Regions from separate parts of the Anser cygnoides genome. Here region 1 is linked to region 2. The links are chromatin contacts, called in public Hi-C maps. All regions are on one chromosome and are shown on one strand. The core of a region is the stretch at or near the end of the contact, and the rest is flanking DNA. Distances in the headings are between cores, read along the strand shown.

The links. A called contact is a pair of places that touch in the nucleus more often than the background predicts.
Region 1: a contact with region 2 is called in a Hi-C map of liver, with 13 times the contacts expected there. The contact joins the promoter of CBX7 here to the enhancer-like site in region 2. A contact is called at or near these places in 2 of 7 Hi-C or Micro-C datasets (both in liver).

The regions. Positions count from the first base shown.
Region 1 is chr1:55,495,418-55,500,248 of Taihu_goose_T2T_genome, forward strand. CBX7 (chromobox 7) reads left to right here and starts at 1,670. Exons shown (of 7, transcript XM_048069848.2): 1 at 1,670-1,857; 2 at 2,985-3,028. The coding sequence starts at 1,789. LOC125183465 (a long non-coding RNA gene) reads right to left here and starts at 1,669. Exons shown (of 3, transcript XR_007165508.2): 1 at 1,258-1,669.
Region 2 is chr1:54,979,289-54,984,042 of Taihu_goose_T2T_genome, forward strand. FAM83F (family with sequence similarity 83 member F) reads right to left here. Exons shown (of 6, transcript XR_007165519.2): 5 at 3,435-3,678; 6 at 1-889. Among named protein-coding and RNA genes, the nearest start is that of TNRC6B, 14 kb to the left of the region's middle. Within about 2 kb of position 3,448, at least 2 of the 3 cell types and tissues checked have open chromatin away from gene starts, as enhancers often do. A contact at or near this core is called in liver, where this site is marked.

The sequences.
Region 1 (4,831 bases), core at 420-2,919, 510 kb after region 2:
CCACACTCCATCTATTCAAATTACATTATAACCATTATTAAAATAATAACTAACTGTGGAGTAACAGCTTTAGAAAGTATTTTTTTTGTGCAAACGAGCTCTGCAGAAAACTGCTCAGACTATTGTGAGAGACTCAGTAACATTTTCTGAAAAGTGAAAATGAACCACAGTAGCATGTTCTGCCACTCAAGGCACTTGAAGAAACAGGAGCATTGCCTTTGTGGCTGCCTGAATTACACAGATAAATTTCACTGAAGTCGGTATAACTTCATGTGATAATAAAAGCTCCTTGGATGGATGAGGAGTGGCACAGAAGCATGCCCAGCAATCAACGACACAAATTGTAGTCCTGTGGGGGAAATGAGCCTGGAACTTGGCTGCATGCTGCTGTCATCCTATGGGCAGCATTCATCACCTCCAGGTGAAGGAGTACCATTTTTCAAGAGCTGTGACATGCCTGAAGCAAATATCACTTAAATCGAATTTGGGTCAATAGTTGGTGTGAGAAGAAGAAAGGGAGAAGTGGGAAGAAAGAAGGGAATAATCGTGCAGAAATGTGACTGATGGTATCTAGGGCTTGGATTCTTATTGTACAGCTCTGTTTAAACGAGTATCAAAGCTTGTGATCAAATGCAGGTTGCTTCGTTTTGAGAACCTCTTCAGTATTCAACAACAAACTTACTTTAATCTTGAAAAAAATAACTCTTGAGCTTAAAAGACATATTAAATAAGATGTAAATCTCCTATCCTAACAGGTCCAGCAGGTTATCAATAACGAATTCACTTGCAAGTTTATTTGTTGTGCTGGTGGGATATTTTTTTCCTTTTATCCCTACATGGTCAACGTACAGTTGACAATGTACAGTTTCTCCCATTTTCCAGTTTAGCTCTGCAATAATTTTATTTGAGTGAAAAGGAAGGGATTAAAAAGACTTGCAACTCAGAGAAATGTTCTGATCTTTTCTCTCTCATTTTTCTGAAGCTCTTAACTTTGAGTTACAGAATAGAATTTGTATTTTTTTTTCTATTCCCTCTAAAACGTGGAAATATAATATGAAGAAGGAAGGACTGACAGTTTTTTACATTTTACTTTGCAATACAGCACCGAAACCTTGAACATTCAACGGCTAAGCAGCTACAAAGCCAAAACGCCGTTACAGGCTGCTACCCGCATTTAATGGTTAGCCCTACGACCGCAAGCCTGGGCAGTGAACTTTGAGCAGGCTGCTCTTAGATGGCAAAGACGAGAAGAAATACCTCAGCAGCCGGTGGCGCGGGGCTGCACCTGAGGGGACGGTCGGCTGAGGGGGACGGGTTCCTGCGGGGAGGCGGGCGCCTGAGGGGGACGGGCGCCATTTCCCCTCCCTCAGCCCGCCCTCCCGCCGCCTTAACGCTTTGTCACCCGGCGGCTTCCCGCCCGGCCCCGCCGCCTCACGGCAGCCGGGGGCTTCCCTCTCCCCCTCGCTGCTCCCCGAGCGAAAAATACCGGGAGCCGCGACCGGCGGCGGAGGGGGGGGACAAGGGGACGGGGACGCGAGGCGGGGGGCGGCCATGAGGGGATGGGGGGGGGGGGGGGGCGGTAGCGGCCCCTCAGGCGGTTCCCGCCCAGCGCCGGGCCACGCCCCCCGCGCGCGCCTGAGGAAAACGTTGCGCAGGTTCTAAAGCGGGGCGGGGGGGGGCGTGCGCGAGGGGGCGTGTGAGGGGGTGTGGGGGGGGGGAACCGTTAACGGCCGCCACCGGGCAACGGCCGCCGCGTAACGGCCGTCACCACAGCGCCCGCCCGCCCTCATGGAGCTGTCGGCCATCGGGGAGCAGGTGTTCGCGGTGGAGAGCATCCGCAAGAAGCGTGTGCGGAAGGTGGGCTGCGCGGCGGGCGGGTAGCGGGACCCCCTCCACCCCCCCCCTCACGCACGCCCCCCTCGCAGAACCGGCTCCTTCCCGCCGCCCTCACGGCGCTGACGGGGCTGGGGGAGGTGTGGGGAGGGGTTGGGGTGGGTTTGGGGTTGCCGACAAGGCGAACTGGGCACCCCCGGGCAGGTTGGGGGCGGGGGGGGGTTCCTCCTGTGGAGGAAGGGGCTGCACCCCCGTGGGGGGTTACACGGGATGCAGCGCATCGGGATCCCCCAGCCTTTACAAAGTTCCTTATAGCGTTGCCTTCCCAAGCATCTGGGAGCTGCCCCCCGTAGGCAAATAAATCCCACGTTGCAGCTCGCTTTGCCTCCTGCGCTGTTGTGTAAAGGCTTGTGCACCTGCAGCGCTGGCATCCTCCTGCTAACCTGAAGGCCTCTGCCGTGCTTTGGGAAGTGCTTTGCAAGTCCCTCGGTATCATATTAAAGATTGCGCTGATTGCGCGTGCTCCTCTGGGCCCTTGAGTGTGCTGCTGCTGCTTGGATTTTTGGTTTTGTACTTGGAGTGAACAAATAAACGGTTAACTCTGAAGTTGGGTTGTGAACTGCTGTTTGTTTGGGTCGAAAGGATGCGTGACTGTGATGGATGGAGCAGTGCTCCAGTAAGGCGTGTAGCAACTGGAAGGGAACATGCCAAAGAGATGCTTCATAGGATCTGAAATCTTGTATTTCTCCTCCCTGCTTAAACAAATTCCTTTGACACCTGCTCTTGGCATGCATCTCCCTCTCACGTTTATGCATGCTGACTTCTTGAAGCGTTCCCTGTAAGCGCAGGGACGGTTGCAGTCTGGCTTGCCGGCTGGCTTTTGGGGTTCTGCCTGCTAGCTTCTGCAAAGGTATGATCCCAAGCTGATGGTAGTTCAGGCACTTTTAAATAGCCCTGTGCCCCCATGTCCTGGGAGAAGAGGTACAGCAAGCACAGCTGAACGAGGAAGTGGCTTTCTTTTGAAAATAAAGAGATGGGAAATGAGCTCTTCAGTTGCAGAGTTTAGTCCTGTTGATTGGTTGCACCTCTTACTGTAGCCCATATTTGGTTGCAGAGTTCACCTGTTTTCTTCTTCCTTTTTCCGCCCTCAGGGTAAAGTAGAATACCTGGTGAAGTGGAAAGGATGGCCCCCAAAGTAAGTTGTGTTTTACTTGTCTTTTTTTTTTTCTTTAATATTCGGTAATAGCTTTCACTGTATCTCTGCAACTGAGCGTCTCGTTCTTCATGGGTAACCTCGTGCCTCATTCCAACAACTACAAACAAAGAGCCACAAACCAAAACTCTGTACTATTTCCGGACTGGCAGCCGAGGGATACAAACCGTGTGTCAGTCTGTTCTGGTTGGTTTTTGCCACCACTGAAATATTCCATTGAGATGCTTTCTAGATACAAGTCTTTTTAAATTCAGTACGAGTTTGACGGGGAACCCTGATTCTTCTGGATTTGGAATGGGGCTTGCTTTTCTGAGTCAGCACCAAGAGGACCCCGCTTTATTTGTAGAGCTATTTGCAGTCTTTTAAAATAGAAAACAAGGTGGTGGTCTTATCTTGTAGTCCTACTGTATCTCTTCTGCAATTCACAAAGGAAAGGGGCAATATTTCAGTTTTATTGATGGTAGCCAAATAAAGGCGATCTTTGTCCCTTGAAAATTACCGCCATGCCTTCATTTCCTTGTCTGAAAGCTGTTGTTGTTTTGAGTGCTCTTTCTGCTTTTGCTTGATTGCCATATTGCAAGAAGAAAAGAATGTATCTATCTTTTTACAGCATTGCTGCGCACTGTTTACAGATACCTCTCTATTAAAATGCAACCGCCTCTGAAGAAGCGCGATTGCTTTGTGCCTACACAATCTGTAAAAAGCTTTGAGATTAAAAAGATTAGGTAACTGGAGAATATTATGATGTCAGCTAGCGCTCTAGCAGAACAGCCTCACGGTCCATGCAGGGACCCATCTGCTTTTCTGTTTGTAGCTGTGCACGTGCACAACGTGCGTGGGTACGACTGCGCTACGCATGCGGTTGCACTGGATGGTGCTGAGCAGAAGGGAACTCCTGCTGGCTCATCCTTGCAGCTGCAGAGGGGGGCTGCTCGGATGTTGTCCTGACAGATTGTACCTGGTGTTTCAGAGGCTGAAATGTGTTCCTGCGTGCCTAATCCTTGCGCTTAGAGGGCACGCACAAATAAGCAGCTTTCTCTCTCTGGTGGTGGTGGTGGGAGTGGGGTGACTTTGTTCTTGACTGTGAATTCTGCTGTTGGAGCGTAACCTTGTGCGTTTGAGTACCAGCTGCCACGTAGTGTGGCTCAGTTCTTGGACCACTTCTCCCTCCTAAGTAGCAAAGCCTAATTTAATCACTGGTAGAGATTGGGAAACATGCGTAGTCTGTGAGGCACCGTCCCGTTTGGCTGGAATACCGATGTTTGTCCCGTTCTCCTTCCCACAAACGCTTTGAGGTCCTTCTTGGCCAGTGACTTTGCAGAAGGTGGATGGAGGCATGGTGTCGTGTTTCTTTTGACAGAGCAGCCCTTATTCCTGCTGCTGCCTTTCCGTGCCATGCACCTTGGAACGAACTCGGGGGGAACCAGGAGCTCTGTTCTGAGAGTTAAAAGCACAGCCTTCTGCCCAGAGAGCAAGGGGGGTGCAAAGGTTCCCTTCTTGTGATGCTGTGATAAGTCCGAACACCTTCCCTCTTCCTGCACGCTCCAGCTTTGAAGAGCACTGATTTATTTAACTGTTCACTCAGTGGCTTGAGTTGCTTAAAACCAGGATGCTTTGAGCATGCAAGTCACTTCCATCCTGCTAGCAGTCTCTCTTCTGTCTCTGTAAACATAAATATGCCTGTGACGGCATGTAGCACCACAAGCTGTTTGCATCTTTGCCTTCCAATATATCTATTTCCTCATCCCTTGTTGTGTTTTGCTTCATTCCCCTCCCCAACTGTGT
Region 2 (4,754 bases), core at 2,198-4,697:
ACTGGCCAGCACAGGTCCCGTGGTATGCCACACAGATCAGCAAGTCTGGGCTGACATGCCCAAGAGTAAAAATTGTCCAGGCTCAGGAAACAGACTCCAAAGAGAGCTAATCTTGGTCTCCAAAATAGCAACAATTATCTCTCATCTTTCCCACCCCCTTGGAAGGTTACTGACTTGGTTACATTAGTTCCAAGAGATGGCTTCTTGGACGAGACGAAATAATAGCTTATTTTTGCCTGCTATAGGTGCTGCTATACCTTCAGCCTCCATTAACAGACTTCCAATAAAATTCATAACCACTGCTCCTTGCCTGTCCGTCCCCCAGCTCCATCACCCATGTTTTATTTGGAGAGCGATAGAGATTCATTTTACAGGTCAGAGCCTCAGGTTTCTGGCACCCATAAAGAACCACAATTAGCAAAACCAGCCAAAATAAATGCAGTCACCTCACCCGGACTCAGAGCTGTTGCCATAGGAGCAGCCAGATGGTCCAAGTTCAGCTGATCTTATCTGCAGGGAAGAACAAGTTCCACCAGAGTCTGAAACATCCACTCTGGAGCAGCAAGGTTGCACGCATCCCCAAAGAGTAACGCTGAGTTTAAGAAGCTGATTCACATCATGCAAGAAAGCAAGTTTGCTCTCTTAAATTAAGTAAATTAACAATGCGTAATAAGCATAAGGAATTCTACGAGGCTCTGGAGTCAAGGCATGAGATTTGACTTCTGTGACTTCCAAATTAAAAAAAAAAAGGAAGGGAATTAAAAACAACTAATGAACGCTACCTTTCAGAAACTGGTGCGGCAACAATACAGAAGATAAACTGATGAGTGACTCTCACTGGAAAGGAGATCCTGCTAGTTGACATGGTTAAAGAAAAGCGCTTTCACATCTGTCATAGGAAAGAGAAAGTAAAGCACATTACATCAGCAAGCACAGAATGAAAGGAAGGGCAAGTGAAATCAGCCTCTCGGACTATTTAAGGCACTCCACCCAAGATGAAGCAACAAAGACCTAAAACCAAAGAGATAGAGGTCTTCCTGGAAAACCTGACCATATACATCAACACAGTACTAATTAGTTAATTAACGCATTGCACAATTTAAAAAAATAAATAAATAACCTGAAAGCTTAGGAGACCAAGGAAGCAGCAGATGACAATATTCCTATGAGAACAAAAAGCGGAACAACATTGGCCTGATAAATTTATCTCTGGTCTCTGCTAACAAAATGAAATAAATACTGGGAGAGATAAAAATCTCCTAAACATCTGGAGAATAACAGAAGCATGGCAAAAATCAAGCCATTTTAGGCAATCCTACACGCATACAGAGAACAGCTTTTGGCACAGGTACTGTGCTCCTGAAGCCAACAGGATATCTCATGTATTAACTTACTTCTATGTCCAAGCGATGGTGTCATTTCCAACACCTCTTCTCTCCCATTACCAGGAACAATTTTATAAAACACTGCTGATAATAGGAGCTGACAGACCTAGCTGTAAAACTACATTCTGTTCCCAGAAAGCTATATAGAAGTTATATAGAGTAGCAAGCGTTTAACCCACTGAGAGAGGGGGAGTGCATTTAACAGAGGAGATAATACCTTTGGGTTTTTGAGGTCTTGAAGACATTCTACAGGATAAAATCTGAGCAAAACAAACCTGTTTGCCATTCAAGTTAAATACACTTCCAGGAAAAGAAGGAAAATCAATCAATCAATCAATCAATGACGTTTTATCATCAATTACAGGCAGCTGCTTCAGTATAACAACCCAGCACCTGGAGGAGTCTTGGGAACAGGTTATTCTTTGTTGGTAGTACAGCAGTTGGTTTTTCTTGTCTTTGCACACTGAAACAAACTAAATGGTGTCTCTTAAACCAAAAAGAAAGAAAACCAAACTGGTGTTTTTCTGCTATCTGTATAGTTCTGGCAAGTAGGTATGTTAGGTTTCAGGTGCGTACTTATGATTGGGATTTATTTTTCTTAGGGCTTATTTATGACAGGAGAGTATGTAATTTAGATGGCAGTAAAGCAGGGTGAGACATCAATCCACGTACTAAAGAAACAAAAACAACCTGCTTCTCCACTTTGTTAGTGGGTAGAACTGGAAAAGAGCCAGTGAACAAGAGGACAGAGGTGTCAAACAGGTCCCATATAATGAATAGCTATGTACACCATGAACCTGTAGCTTGAAAAAAATGATGACTGAGGACATATATGATACAGGTCTGTAAAAAGTGGCAAGGAGGCAAGGAATAGGGGTGGTCATCACTGCATCTGACAGCGGAAGAATTAGGGTCACTCGATGAAATCATCAAACAAACCATTAAAACAGCCTGAAGACAGTTCTTTGTCATAACACACAATGAACTCAGGGTTCACTGCCACAGAACGCAGTGGAGGCCAAAAGTACAAAAGGACTTTTAAAAGGGGACTAAGTGTATTCATTAAGGCCAGGTCCAGAAGGAACTGCCAGTTCAGAAAGTCCATAGACTGCTGGAACAGTGTCAGAGAAAGACCTCTGTATCTAAGCTTTATTTTTTATGCTTCCGTGATCACCTGTTACTGGCTGTCCTCAGAGACAGGATAGCAGATTAGATGGCCTTTGGTCTGATTGCATGCAGCTCTTCTTATGGATCAAAGCCCTGGATTTTGGCATGTTTTAGAGTCTGGAAAGGTTAACTTCAAAAAAAAAAAAGAAAAAAAGGGAAGAAAAGAGAAAAAGGAGCATTTGAAAAGCTTGTATGCTTGCCCTGCTTCTTCTTTTCAGCCTCGAAGATGTGCTCCTTAATCATACAGTTTCCATGAAGCATTGCTGACTTAGCAACAAACAGGATTTTATAACAGCTGTGGAAGGCTGCGTACCTACTCCCTGATCTGCCCGCTCTGCTGTGTAAGGCATTTCTCTGACCCAGTCTCAGCTGCAGGTTAAACATCCCCCTATATCCCAGTAGATTATTGCCAAATCACTTTGTTCGGCTGCTATATTTATGACACAAAACAAACAGTTAAGATACTAATCTGTTGGCCTCTTCTAGCTAAACCCTTCTCCCCTAACCACTCATTTCCCTGTGGATAAATGACAGCAGGAATCCACAGGAAGACTCCTTGAGGACAGAGGATTGCTCTGCTGTCTGTAAACATCACTGTTTCACCCAGAATTTGCCACTTTGATTGGACTTCGCCTTCCAGCCTGTCAGACCAACACATTTCTGCAATGCAGTAGAGTAAACAATGCAACACAGTGATCCTGAGTCTGTAGCTAGACAGACTGAAGTAGCAGCACAAGTAACTCAGAAAATCTCTTCCATTTATCTGGACACAGAGCGAGCTCTGAGACCCAGTCATCACAGTTGTTTTTATATATAAAATCTGTATGCACACACACATATGGACTAATACATTCATCACTAACCCTCATTTAAGGGACTGACCATTCAAAGTCTATGCTTCACCCGGTAAATGTGCTTTAACTGGAGGTGCCAGGTGCATCCAGGACCACGCAGTGGCTTGATGGACCACTGTGTGAGGACACGGCTGGAGGTTCAAAATCAATCAACAGGTTACTGTTCCAGATTGTTCAGTCTTCAGTTCTCCAGACAATCCTTCCCAATCAAGATAACACACAGGTAGATTGTTTGTTTTTATCGCTCATAGTGGAGTTTGGACCCGGGTTACCTGGAATGAAAAGAAGTTTAAAAAAAATGTTAATGTTAAGTAAATAAGATCTGGATAAAGTTTGGACTCACGCTTCAGTCCTTTCTCGTTATTTATTATACGTCTTGTGTAAGACCTACATTGCTCTGCACTCTCTTGGGATTTTATTTCCTACTTCTGTGAAATAAAGAGACACTAAAATAAGAGCAAATTCAGAGTATACTGTAGAGAAAACCACTGGAGAAGTATTTCCAGGCTTTGGCCTGTACTCAGGCCAGCGTCAGTGGTATTCTTAGGTCCCAGTTGGCACTGAAAAGCAGGCTGGCCATGACTTAGGTGGGAGGTTTTCCAAGCAGCAAGGGATGAAAACAAAAAAGAAAAGTCAGGCCATCTCATCCATCTGATCTCAACCCACACTCTCAATAGAGCTTTTCTTGTGTTTATTTCTAAGCATCTCAAGTGGCAGTATTTCTACCATTTCCTTTGCAAGAGAAATCCAGAGGCCTCAGGGTCTTTTGGTTAGCCTAGTACGTTGTCCCAATTTTTTTATTATTATTATTTATTTCATTGCTCACTCTGTAGATTACTTCTGCTCTCAGTATCTGTACTTTTGAATCCTTGCACTGCTGTGTGATCCCTTTCATGACAGCCAGATCCTGATCTGGATGCCTCAGCATACTTTTTTCAAGGCCTGTACTACAAGGTGTCTGCTGTACTCCGGGCTCAGCAAGGCTCACACGACATATAACCCAGGGCAGTGCGTACTGAGAGGGGCTGCCACATGGCTTGCGGCCACTCTGAACAAGGGCAGACCCCACTCATGTGTTTCTACAGACGGAAATGATGTGTACAACCCTCATGCCAGTGGTCAGTATAGAGTGAAAACAGACGGAAAACTGCCACCGGTCATGGTGACATGATGCTCAGCCTTGCTGAGATGAGGCAAAGTTCAATCCAGGCACTGCCTCTGAACTCGGCTTCAAGTGAATTATTTTGCATGTCACTCTCGCTTGTGGGTATTTGACCAACATTTTCCTCACCTGTAGCTGATGGTGAAGAGAAGAGTTCTTTCTCCCTTTCCTCCTCTTGACCTTCTT